2 separate regions of the Mus musculus genome follow, and region 2 is linked to region 1. The links are chromatin contacts, called in public Hi-C maps. All regions are on one chromosome and are shown on one strand. Each heading gives the region's core, a stretch centred on a gene start, on an enhancer-like site or on the middle of the called end of the contact. The rest is flanking DNA. Distances are from core to core; before and after follow the strand shown.

The links. Hi-C and Micro-C count contacts between places; a contact is called where the count stands out from the background.
Region 2: a contact with region 1 is called in a Hi-C map of bone marrow-derived macrophages, with 9 read pairs. The contact joins two enhancer-like sites. A contact is called at or near these places in 4 of 39 promoter capture datasets (the 3T3-L1 cell line, hippocampal neurons, liver and 1 more), 1 of 484 Hi-C or Micro-C datasets (bone marrow-derived macrophages) and 5 of 115 datasets of contacts at active chromatin or transcription factors (the 230-238 cell line, the SCID.adh cell line, astrocytes and 2 more).

What each region holds. Positions count from the first base shown.
Region 1 is chr1:94,581,244-94,586,434 of GRCm38.p6, reverse strand. No RefSeq gene overlaps it. Among named protein-coding and RNA genes, the nearest start is that of Gm23389, 32 kb to the left of the region's middle. Within about 2 kb of position 3,739, at least 27 of the 459 cell types and tissues checked have an H3K27ac peak or open chromatin away from gene starts, as enhancers often do. A contact at or near this core is called in bone marrow-derived macrophages, where this site is marked.
Region 2 is chr1:95,670,571-95,676,391 of GRCm38.p6, reverse strand. Gm30431 (predicted gene, 30431) reads right to left here. Exons shown (of 4, transcript NR_166710.1): 2 at 4,750-4,981; 3 at 974-1,056; 4 at 1-541. Among named protein-coding and RNA genes, the nearest start is that of Gm30431, 5.8 kb to the right of the region's middle. Within about 2 kb of position 2,126, at least 26 of the 459 cell types and tissues checked have an H3K27ac peak or open chromatin away from gene starts, as enhancers often do. A contact at or near this core is called in bone marrow-derived macrophages, where this site is marked.

The DNA.
Region 1 (5,191 bases), core at 2,490-4,989:
ATTTGGTATTACAGGTATTTATATAGATGGTGTTACTTGAAATAGATATTTTACCTTTTCCCAGCTATTTCCAAAATAATATATTTTAATTTTCCATTTTTAATTTAAATAAAATAATGCTATATATTTATAAAATATGATGCCATATACTGATATATGTATAAATTTTACATTGTACAGTAGCTAAAATCAGATCCATTAACATCAAACTGTCACCCTAAACATTATTTATATTTGATTAAAACCTTAAACCCTAGATTTTAGAAAGTTTAAAATACATAATATCTCATTATTAGCTCTAATTTCCATAATGTATAATATAATAACAGGATTTTTTGATGAGCAATCAAGTATCTCATTGAACCACATGTTGGGAATGTAATTAAATTCATTCTTTCTAAGCAGTAAGTTCCCTTCAGAAAGATAGAGTTCAATGGCAGAATAGAAAGAAAACAGATCTTCAAATGTAGAGCAAAATACAAGCTGGGTGAAATAAATAGTGTAAACTTGATATGAATTTATCCACATAAAAATATTTTCTCTAATAAAAGGAGACATTGGCAAATCCTTTTAAACTTAAGTGAATCTCAACTGTTTCATTTTCCAGAAGTTTAAAATCATTTCTTTTTCTTAAAATAATCTGGAGCAGTCTGAAGGAAAGGCTGTCCAGAGATTGCCCCACCTAGGAATCCATGCCATCTGCAGGCACCAAACCCCGACAGTATTGCTGATGCCAAGATGTGCTTGCAGACAGGAGCCTGGTATGGCTGTCCTCCGGGAGGCTCTGCCAGCTCCTAACTAAGACAGAGAAAGATACAGTCAACCTTTGGACTAAACCCAGGACTCCAATGGAAGAGTTGGGGGAAGGAATGAAGGAGCTGAGGGGGATTGTAACCCCATAGGAAGAACAACAGTATCAACTAACTGGACCCATCAAAGCTCCTAGGGACTAAGCCACCAACCGCAGAGTATATATGAGTTGGTCGGTGGCTCCTGCTGCATATGTAGCAGAGGGCTGCCTTATTTGGCTTCAGTGGGAGAGGAGGTCCTAAGTCCTGTGGAGGCTCGATGCTAGGGGGATGCTAGAGGGGTGAGGCAGGAGTGGGTGTGTGGGTAAGGGAGTACCCTCTTAGAAGCAAAGGGGAGAGGAGATGGGATGGAAGTTTTGTGGAGGGGAGACAGAGTAAGTGATCAACATTTGAAATGTAAATAAATAAAATAATAAAAATAGAGAGAGAAATAATATGCATGTTAAATGTGCAAAACCATGTGTCTTAGCTAGGGTTTTACTGCTGTCAACAGCTGCCATGACCAAGGCAACTCTTAAAAGAATAAAATTTAATTGGGGCTGGCTTACAGATTTAAAGGTTCAGTTCATTGTCATTAAGGCGGTAGCATGACAGCATCCAGGCAGGCATGGTACAGAAGGAGCTGAGAGTTCTACATCTTCATCTGAAGACTGCTAGCAGAATACTGGCTTCCAGGCAGCTGGGAGGAGGTTCTTAAAGCCCATGTCCACAGTGACACACCTACAGCAAGGCCATACCTCCAAATAGTGCCAGTCCCTGAGCTAAACAAATTCAAACCACTAAATCATGGCATTCTGATAAAATAAAACACAGAAGTAAGAGTTTTTACCTAGAAAAATAACTTACAAAAATTTATGAACTACTTAATATAGAACTCTATTTCATCACTGTAGGTGAGAAACAGTTTTGATTGTAGATGAACAAACTGAGAAGTAGATTGACATGGCTTATGGTTTTCATTGTTTCTGCTAATTTTGAATGTCCCTAAAACATTTGAAAAGATAACCAAAGAAAACATGTGTGAATCTACATAATGCTGTAAGATATCATGAACATTATTATAATTGATAATGAGTTACACAGCATTTTTCACATATGTATCACTAATTTTTATATTGATAATGTATTGTACATATACATACAATGTGTTCAAATGTATATTTCTTTCTCCAACTTTGCTATTGACTTAAGTTTTTTGTCAAATCTATTTTACTACTATGTTGGCAAAGATAGATATCTTCAACTTCATTATTTTAAAAAATTAATTGTAATAGTAAAGTGAAGATTGTTAATTTGGAATAAATAATACATATTTACATAATGCAAGTTGACTTGCTGAAATGTAGTTAAATAAATTTTGTAAAACATTAATAATTAATTGTAATAGTAAAATGAAGATTGTTAATTTGAAATTAATAATACATATTTACATAATGCAAGTTGACTTGCTGAAATGTAGTTAAATAAATTTTGTAAAACATTAATAAATTATATGAATTTTATCCAAATATTTTCAATACACCAAAGAATGAAAAATATAATCATTGTTAAGTTTGATCATTTCCTGTTTAATAATGCACCATTGTTTAGTAAGATTAATTCCATCCTTTTTATGTTGGTACTTATAAAGTTATATTTTGATAAATAATAAGCACATAGAACATATTTTATATAACTTCTATTACATTCATATACATGTTGAAATATTTATACATCTATGGGCTTTCAATAGTACTTTTGCTTTTGGTCACACATATGTTAAAATTTCAACAGAAATGAATAAAGAAGAGAAGGATAGAAGAATTTTAGTACAGCAGTTATAAATGATAGAAATCTTCTGAAGAGATTTTGTCCACTAGATAAACTGAAATCTGACCTATATAATAGAACATTAATTATGTAATAAAATGGGCAAGTGGGAGATAAAGTAGATGACAGAGAAAATATTTTATATCCACAAAGTAATATGTGGTCCAATCATTGAAAAATCTAAAAAATGAGGGCTATTCAAGTCAAATTAAAGGTTTACAACCTAAATTTAAGAAAGTTGCAAGACAGTAAACAAGGTTTACACTCTAGTCAGATAACTCATTGCTTCTGCTCTGAGCTTGTTTGGACACTACTCTCAGGCCATTTTCCTTCCTTTGTGAACTCTATCAACATATTAAAATACAAGTTTTAAATAAATGAAATAAAATACATTTATTTAATGTAGGTGATGAATCTTTTCTCATTTATTTTCAGCATTTTCCATAGCTTAAAAGAATATGTATTACCCAGGTAGTTAGAAAAATAGACATGTTGATGCTTTATGTTTAGAAAAAATATGATTCCATCATTCATTCTAAGAGAGTGATATGAAATGTATTACCTTCCTAGCATCTCAGGCAAAATGGAACATAGAAAATTTTCTATTAACAAGACTCTAATTTTTTGTCAGATTAGGGAAATCTGCTACAATTTTTCTGTATCCCACAAAACCTACTATATTATTTTAATATCGTAATGCTTCAAAATATTATTTTACACAGGAGCCCAGTACTTTTCTGACATAAAGGTTGGAATTCCCAATATCTGGCTGAAATTGAAGCAAAAGGCACAGAAAATAAGCTAATGACAACAAAAGATAAATGGACTTCTTTGAAAGCTAGAGCTACTTTGGCAATTACAGCAACGATTTATATGTGAAGGAGCTACAGGCCATTTTGCTGATGTTCAGCCTGCTTGTGGATGAAGAATAGCATTGGTGTTTGCAGAGTTAGATGCATAAGGCAGGAAATCCAGACTCCTAATAACTCAGATGGGATATGTAGTGCCTTGATTCTATCTATACTAATAACCTGTGAGATGACAAGAGACTGGAAGAGATGTATTTATTGCTTTATAAGAGGAAACCATTTGGCTCTTCTCCAAAGGATGATATAATAGGAGGAAGTGAGGGAAAAATTGAATCAGAATAAACAGGCACAGAGAGACTCCAGATTGCCATGATCCATGCTTGAAGACCTTGAGCCTGAAACTGGATTCAGTCAGCTTTTAAAGTGATTAAATACAATGGGGGGGGGGAGTTGAACTAAAGTTTTTGAGAGTTACATCATTAAGGCACATCTTTGCTTTCTTTCTCTTTTGATAATAACTTCTGCAGGGTTGAACTTGCCCAAAATAAGTCTGTGGTGATACAATATATCATTGGCATGAATGGTGCGCTGGATTTGTGTCGACTTAACATGACTTAGAGTTATTTTTGGAAGAAAGAGTTTCAATTAAGGAAATGCCCCCACTTGTTTGGCTTGTGGGTAAGCCTGTGGTATACATTTTATTGATGGATGGGTGATGGCAGAATGCCCAGATCATTGTGGAGGATGCTACTCCCAGACTGGGTTTTATAAGAAAGCAGAACGAGTTATGTCTTGAGAAACAAGCTCCCCCATGGCCTCTGAATCATTTCCTGTTTATATGTTCCCACCTAAAGTTCCTGACCTCGCTTCCCTCAGTAATGAAGTGTGACTTGAAAGTTATAAGCTGAAATAACCGTTTTCTCTTCAAATTGCTTTGGTCATGATTTTTTTTATCACAACAATAGAAACCATAACTAAGATAATGTTGTAGAAACTCTTGGGAAAACTGTTTTAGTGATCTATTTTTGCAAAGCTAAATATGTTCAAAAGCATTAACTTAACACATTCATAATATCTTTGCCTATAATACCATATTTGTCATGTGGCCAAGATCCTCCCAGGGAAATGGACTCTATTTTTACACTGATAGCTAATTGGCCAGCTTTGTTTATGAATGTCAGCAACATTCTTGGCCAGGTTGCCTCAGGAAATTTTCATCCTCCTGGAGTACTTTTACAGTGCTGAAAAGCTCTACCCAAGCTGCTGAGGACGAAGAGACACCAATGGTCTTACTCAGCATGGTATCCATATGTTACAATATTTATTTGCAAGTAAGATGCACTCATGACATAACAGACACATAGCCATTATGTGGTAATTATCACTTTCTGATTAGATTTGAGGCCATGGTATATAGTACATTCCTGGTACTAAACTTCATCAACAGCCCCTGGCTATTAGGATCACAGCCCAAGGGTAGAACCTGCTGTTGCTTTTCTCAATGGATATGTCATCAAATTGGCTCCTCCATACTTATGCTTATACCCATAGACATGGGCTGATCTAAACCTTTGTCAGTCAGGTTTCCTTTTACTGTGGACAGCAGTCAACACAGAGACTTATAACTCCTCTAAGTGCTAAGAATATGAGAAGTGTGATTAGCCTAATATGCAACATCTTTATCACCACTTCTACAACTCATTAACACCTACCAAGACTCAAGAAGGTTTGTATAAGAGAAGACAAAGATAAGAATCAAAGGAT
Region 2 (5,821 bases), core at 877-3,376, 1.1 Mb before region 1:
ATCCTATCTGATGGGTAAATTGATTTTAAAACATTCTATGTGCTTGACTTAAACACTTATAGAAAAAGTTCAGATTACCATTCCTATAATCAATTTCCTTGACATTCACAGCAGTAAGACCTAGGCATCAGATGGTTCCCTCACTCCTGTAGGATGCCTTCCATTGCTCCACCCTTTTCTATGTTTAATCATGTCTTGCTGTCTTCTTCTCAAAGAAAATAGACAACACATGAGTTGCAAGAAAAAGGAATTTCTTAAGATAAGCTTTACTCAATGGGTATGATCAAAAAAGAAATATTTGACTTTAACAAAGCAAAACTCAATAATATTCTGTCAAAAAGTATTTCTCCTTAAACATACAAGCAAAGACAAGTTGAAAGTAAAGGCAGAACATGTTTATGAAATCTTGGCACTGTAAACCTCTATCATGGATCAGACATCACTGAGGGAAATGTTAGATGGGTTGTAAGGATGCTCAGTGCAGAAGAACACATGCTGTTCTTCCAGAGGATGAGGACTCAAGACAGCATCTACATGATTGCTGCAAAAGAAAAAAAAGAAAAGAAAAACAAGAACACAATCTGTATCTTCAGTACTGATCCAGATTTGAAACTCTTGCTGTCTTCTGAACACGCATACCTGGTGAGCAGACACTCATACACTTAAAATAAAATGAATAACTTTTAAAAGGATCCTGCTATTATGAAATGAAAGAAAGGGCACAGTAATAATGAGATACCTAGTAAGAATACACACACACGCACGTGCACACACACACACACACACACACACACACAACTTTATTCTAATGTCCTTTAAATTAGACTTTAAAATATGTTTAAGAAAAAATAAAACTTAAGAGAGTACAGGAACAGGTACTAAGTTATGAGCAATAATTGTCTTTGTTAACATTAGTCTATTTGGCTGGTTGTTTAGGTCATCGATTGACAGATTGCTTTAGTAAAGTTCTTACTATTCAAATTATGATCTTCTTGCTTCAGTCTGCCAGGCCTGATTTTATAGGTGTGTAGACCAATTACTGTTCTATCTCAAACACTGTAGAACAAAATGAACAGAACAAACAGATCAGTGTGAGCTCTCTACTTAACCTACATGACATAGAAAACATAGCAACATTCCATATGACTAAAGGATGCACAACTATTTCAAGTACATGATGAAACACTAATCTTGGCACATTACACATTGACATTATCAAAGTCTCATATTTAAATATATTTAAAGGTTAATATGCTGTAAAAATACTGTATGCCTATGATTGGATTACTAACAAAATTAGATTCAAATCAAAATATAAACCAGATATTGTGATATATGTTTATAATTTTTTTAAAAAGCTTGGGTTACACAGCATTATCTTATCTCAAAAAATAAAAATGCTTAATAAGAAATTTAAAAGTTGGATGCCTATATTCTACAACTAATCAATAAATGAAATAGTATGCCAACAAAATACCTTGCATAATGTAACTCTGTATATGAAATTAGAAATTTCTTGCAAAACAGAATATATGCAAAAATCAACAAATATTGGCTGTTTCTCCATACTATAAAATGATTAATTTGAGACATTTCTATAACTAAACTGGTGAATCAGAAAACGAATACCCTTGTCAAAATCTTTTCTTAAAATCAGAGAGTTATTTTGCAACTTCTTTTATGATTCTACTTAAACATCCAACATCAAAACTTAATATCTATTTTAGAAAATATAAAACTGAAAACTCTCTTCAAAATCATACAAGTTAAAAAAATACTTAACAAGTTATTAGTAAATCTACTATTTCCCACTTTTCTGGGATTTGTACATGTACTAGTTGCTTTTTGTTGTACCCTTAAGAACAGTATAGTTCCAGTTCCAGAAGTTCTGTAGCCTTCTGTAGGCTTCTGTGTATCCAGGCACTCAGATAATGCACACATATGCATGCAAAGAGAACACTTATACACATAAATAAATATACTTCTGTCTGAGTTATTCTTTTGTTGCTGTGATAAAAATACCATGACCAAGGCAGCTTACAGAAGAAAGTGTCAAAGTCAGCTTACGGGTATAGAATCATGATCACGGATTAAGGAACAACTGAGAATTCATATCCTGACCCACAACCACAAGGCAGAGTGCGGAGCACAGGAAATGTGAGTCTTATGTAACCCCAAAGCCTGCCTAGAGGGCCACACCTCTTCCAACAAGGACACACCTACAGTATCTAAGTCTAAAAACAAAAAGGAAGATTAATAAACTCAAATATCTACTAAATATAAGCTATATAAATGAAAGTAAAAATTATTAGATACATTTCTGAGAAGATGATAAGACTACATTGATTCTTTTGCCTTTTGAACATCTGAGGGCCCACAGCTAATTTCTCTCTAAGTCTTTTTACTTGATCATTGAAATATTTGGGGTTCTTGTTTTTATGTTCAGGGCCTTTGATGAATATTTTCCAAATAAAATATTATTAATTTAATGAGGATATGCTACAATGTAAAGGATTCCAGGACTGTGCCTGCATCGTCTTTGATCTCTGGAAGTCTTAGGAAGGACACCCTCTGTTCTTGGAAAGCAGTGCCTGTAACAGTTGTTTTCTCAAAGAACACTTTAAAAGTAAGAACCAAAACATCATGACATAGGAATGAGTCATGATAGCAGTATAGAAACTGCACACACAGATTATTCTACAGAATAAATATGCTAACAAGAAAGGCTTAAAATTAAAAGCAAAACTCTAGAGCAAGGAAACAAGAGATTTTGTTTACTCCCAATCCAACTGTCTTTGTGGGAAGGGAGCATAGACTGAACCCGTCAAGCACAAAGATGTGACTTGCATATGTGCCCACACACTGAGATGAGTCAGAAAAGTTACTAGCTATATGTGTTAAATAATATAAACTTCTCCTTGGATATGTAGAATACGTGTAATTGATAATAAAATGGTATGACTGAGTTAGTGCTTGCAGTGGTGAGACACTGGATCATGAAAGTTTGCCCCTGTTTGTATTTGTCTGGTTTTCTGGCCAGGGGAGGTTAAAAATACAAAACAGGTGGTCTTCTATTCCAACAGGGATGGTCCTACCATATTTTTTTACTGTATAGTCTAAACAGTTTATAAAAGCATTGTTTCTTCTTAAATACTAAACGGGCGATATAGACTCTGCAATTTGACCATTTAGCAGATAAATATCACTCAGATCATGTGGCCTTTATTTCGTTGTGGCGTTTTAGTTTTGAATACACACACACACACACATATGTACATGTGTGTGTTTGTATATGTGTATATATATGTGTGTGTGTGTGTGTGTGTGTGTATGTATATATATAGAGAGAGAGAAGAGAGAGAGAGAGAGAGAGAGAGAGAGAGAGAGAGAGAGAGAGAGAGGAAAGATTATTGCATTATGTTTTCCAGGATTAGTCTGAGTTCTCTTTCTTTCTCCCTCTCTTTCTGTTTTTATTTCCTTTACCCCTTTCTTTTTTGTTAAGAATTTACTCTTTCTTTTCCTAATAAAAATTTTTACTGACCCATTTACTGATGCTTGGGAAACCAAGAAACTCTACAAGGAGATGATGTTTTACTATTTTAATGACATTATACTTGATCATATGCCAAACTCAAATGATGAGAGGAGACATCATTACATACAGAGGTATCTTAGGAAAAAAACAAATTGAGGGTGGCATATGAAGTTTCTACTTTGACTGTTGCTGATGTTTTAGGTAGAGTTTCCCTCCGGGATAAGGAGACAAGTATTGCAGAGCCATAGAAAAAAGCTGGTGACACATCATCGAGAAGAAATTAGTATATGTTACCTTCATGGTTGGGGGTGTGGTTTGTCAGTTAAATAAAAACCAACTAATTAAGCTCATATTCTAGCTTAGAAAATAATCAAAATAAAGTACTTCAATACCAAATAAAAACCACAAAGTTGACTTAATTTTGAACTGATGTGTTGGGTGACAACTATGCTGAACAAACAAAAATAAAATCATCTACATTTTACAGCAATACAAGATAAGGAAGCCATAATAAACGATCCAGTTAATAAGTGAATATCTTTGCCCCTTGGTTATGAAACTGAAGAGCAATTAGCTAGTCTTGTCAACAGATGTTTAAGGAGCTCTTTCCTTCTCCAGCATGCCCCGATTTCTGGATCTGTCAGCTGTATCAGGCAGGTTATGACCCAGCATGTAAGCAAGAACCTTCATTTCCCATGGCAGTACTGCCATTGGCTGTTCCCTTCCTCTACCTCTCCTTCTCTCACCTACTAACCCATTTACTCTTAATGACTAAGTGTCCTTTGTGCTGTCTATACTTCCTCTTGCTCTCCTTTCTTGTGACCTGCAATCTCTCTGTGCTGCTTCACTTTCTTACCTGTAGCAAATTTGGTTTCACTTCAGATTATCTTCCCGTTTTGCTCACTCATCCCAGAAACCAAGTGACACAAGTCCTCAACTATTCACCTTACTTTCTCTATCTCCCTTTAAAATGGAAGTGTTACTGCACTGAAGTTTAGATTTCACGATCAAAATTCTCTGTTTTCTGGTTTTGTATCTTAAACATGCTAGTTTGTCTTTTAACATTAAGAGCTTTATCACACTATTAAGTAATATGTTCCCTCTTTTGTAAAAGTTGAGCTGGTAAAGTATCAACACTGCTTGATCACAGGGATATATGTTTCCTGTGACTAGAACCTGTTACAGTGATTGCTATTGAATATGATCATATATACCTGTCTTAGTTAGGGTTTTACGGCTGTGAACAGACTCCATGACCAAGGCAACTCTTTTAAGAACAACGTTTAATTGAGGCTGGTTTGCAGGTGCAGATGTTCAGTCCGTTATCATCAAGGCAGGAATATGGCAGTGTCCAGGCAGGCATGGTGCAGGAGGAGCTGTGCGTTCTACATCTTCATCTGAAGGCTGCTAGCAGAATACTAACTTCCAGGCACCTAGGATGAGGGTCTTAAAACACAAGCCCACAGTGAATTCAACAAGGCCACACCTCCTAAATAGTGTCGCTCCCTGGGCCAAGAATATAGAAACCATCACCACAATACACATAGAGTTAGCTCTTAAAATAAAAGTTAGGTCTCAAAGATACAGTAGTACTACATGTCTTAAATAAATTCTCTTCTCTGGGATTTTTACAAAACTATCTCAGAATTCTGTTTTTTATAAGATGCCTTCTTATACAAACTCCTATGTTTGTTTTAGCTTATTTTACTGTGTAGCTTGCTGATACTTTTGACATTGATTCTATATTCAAAGAGACTGCATCATGTATTAAAAAAGACCCTTCATTTGCAAAACACCATAGAACAAACCTACAGGTTCCATGATGTGGGGCACTACTACTCTGAAGTTTTCATCAACTCCAGGACAATTTCTACAGGATTTTACATATAATAAGCATTCATTTCTGAAATTCCAATGTAGATGTAGTCTTCTGTCAAGAAGATTAAAAGCAGAAAAATCCACTACATGTTCTTCATATTCTAAAGCATGTTTTAAAGAAATAAATGATTCTACATTTAGGTCATACAAGAGATATTAAAAGTCCTTCTATTTTTATCTTCCCTGCATAGTGACTCAAATTTTGTCTAATGACAGAATTGTCATTGCAGCTAATATAAATCATCCCAATTGCATCAATGACAGATGTGAGAATGTGTGCTTAACCACAATGCATACGCTATCTATCAGTATTGACCACTTCTCAAGTGGGATATAGGGAATTATGATTGTGGTAATAGAGAGGAAGATCAATTATTTATTTTATGTTGGGGAGTTACAGGTCAGATG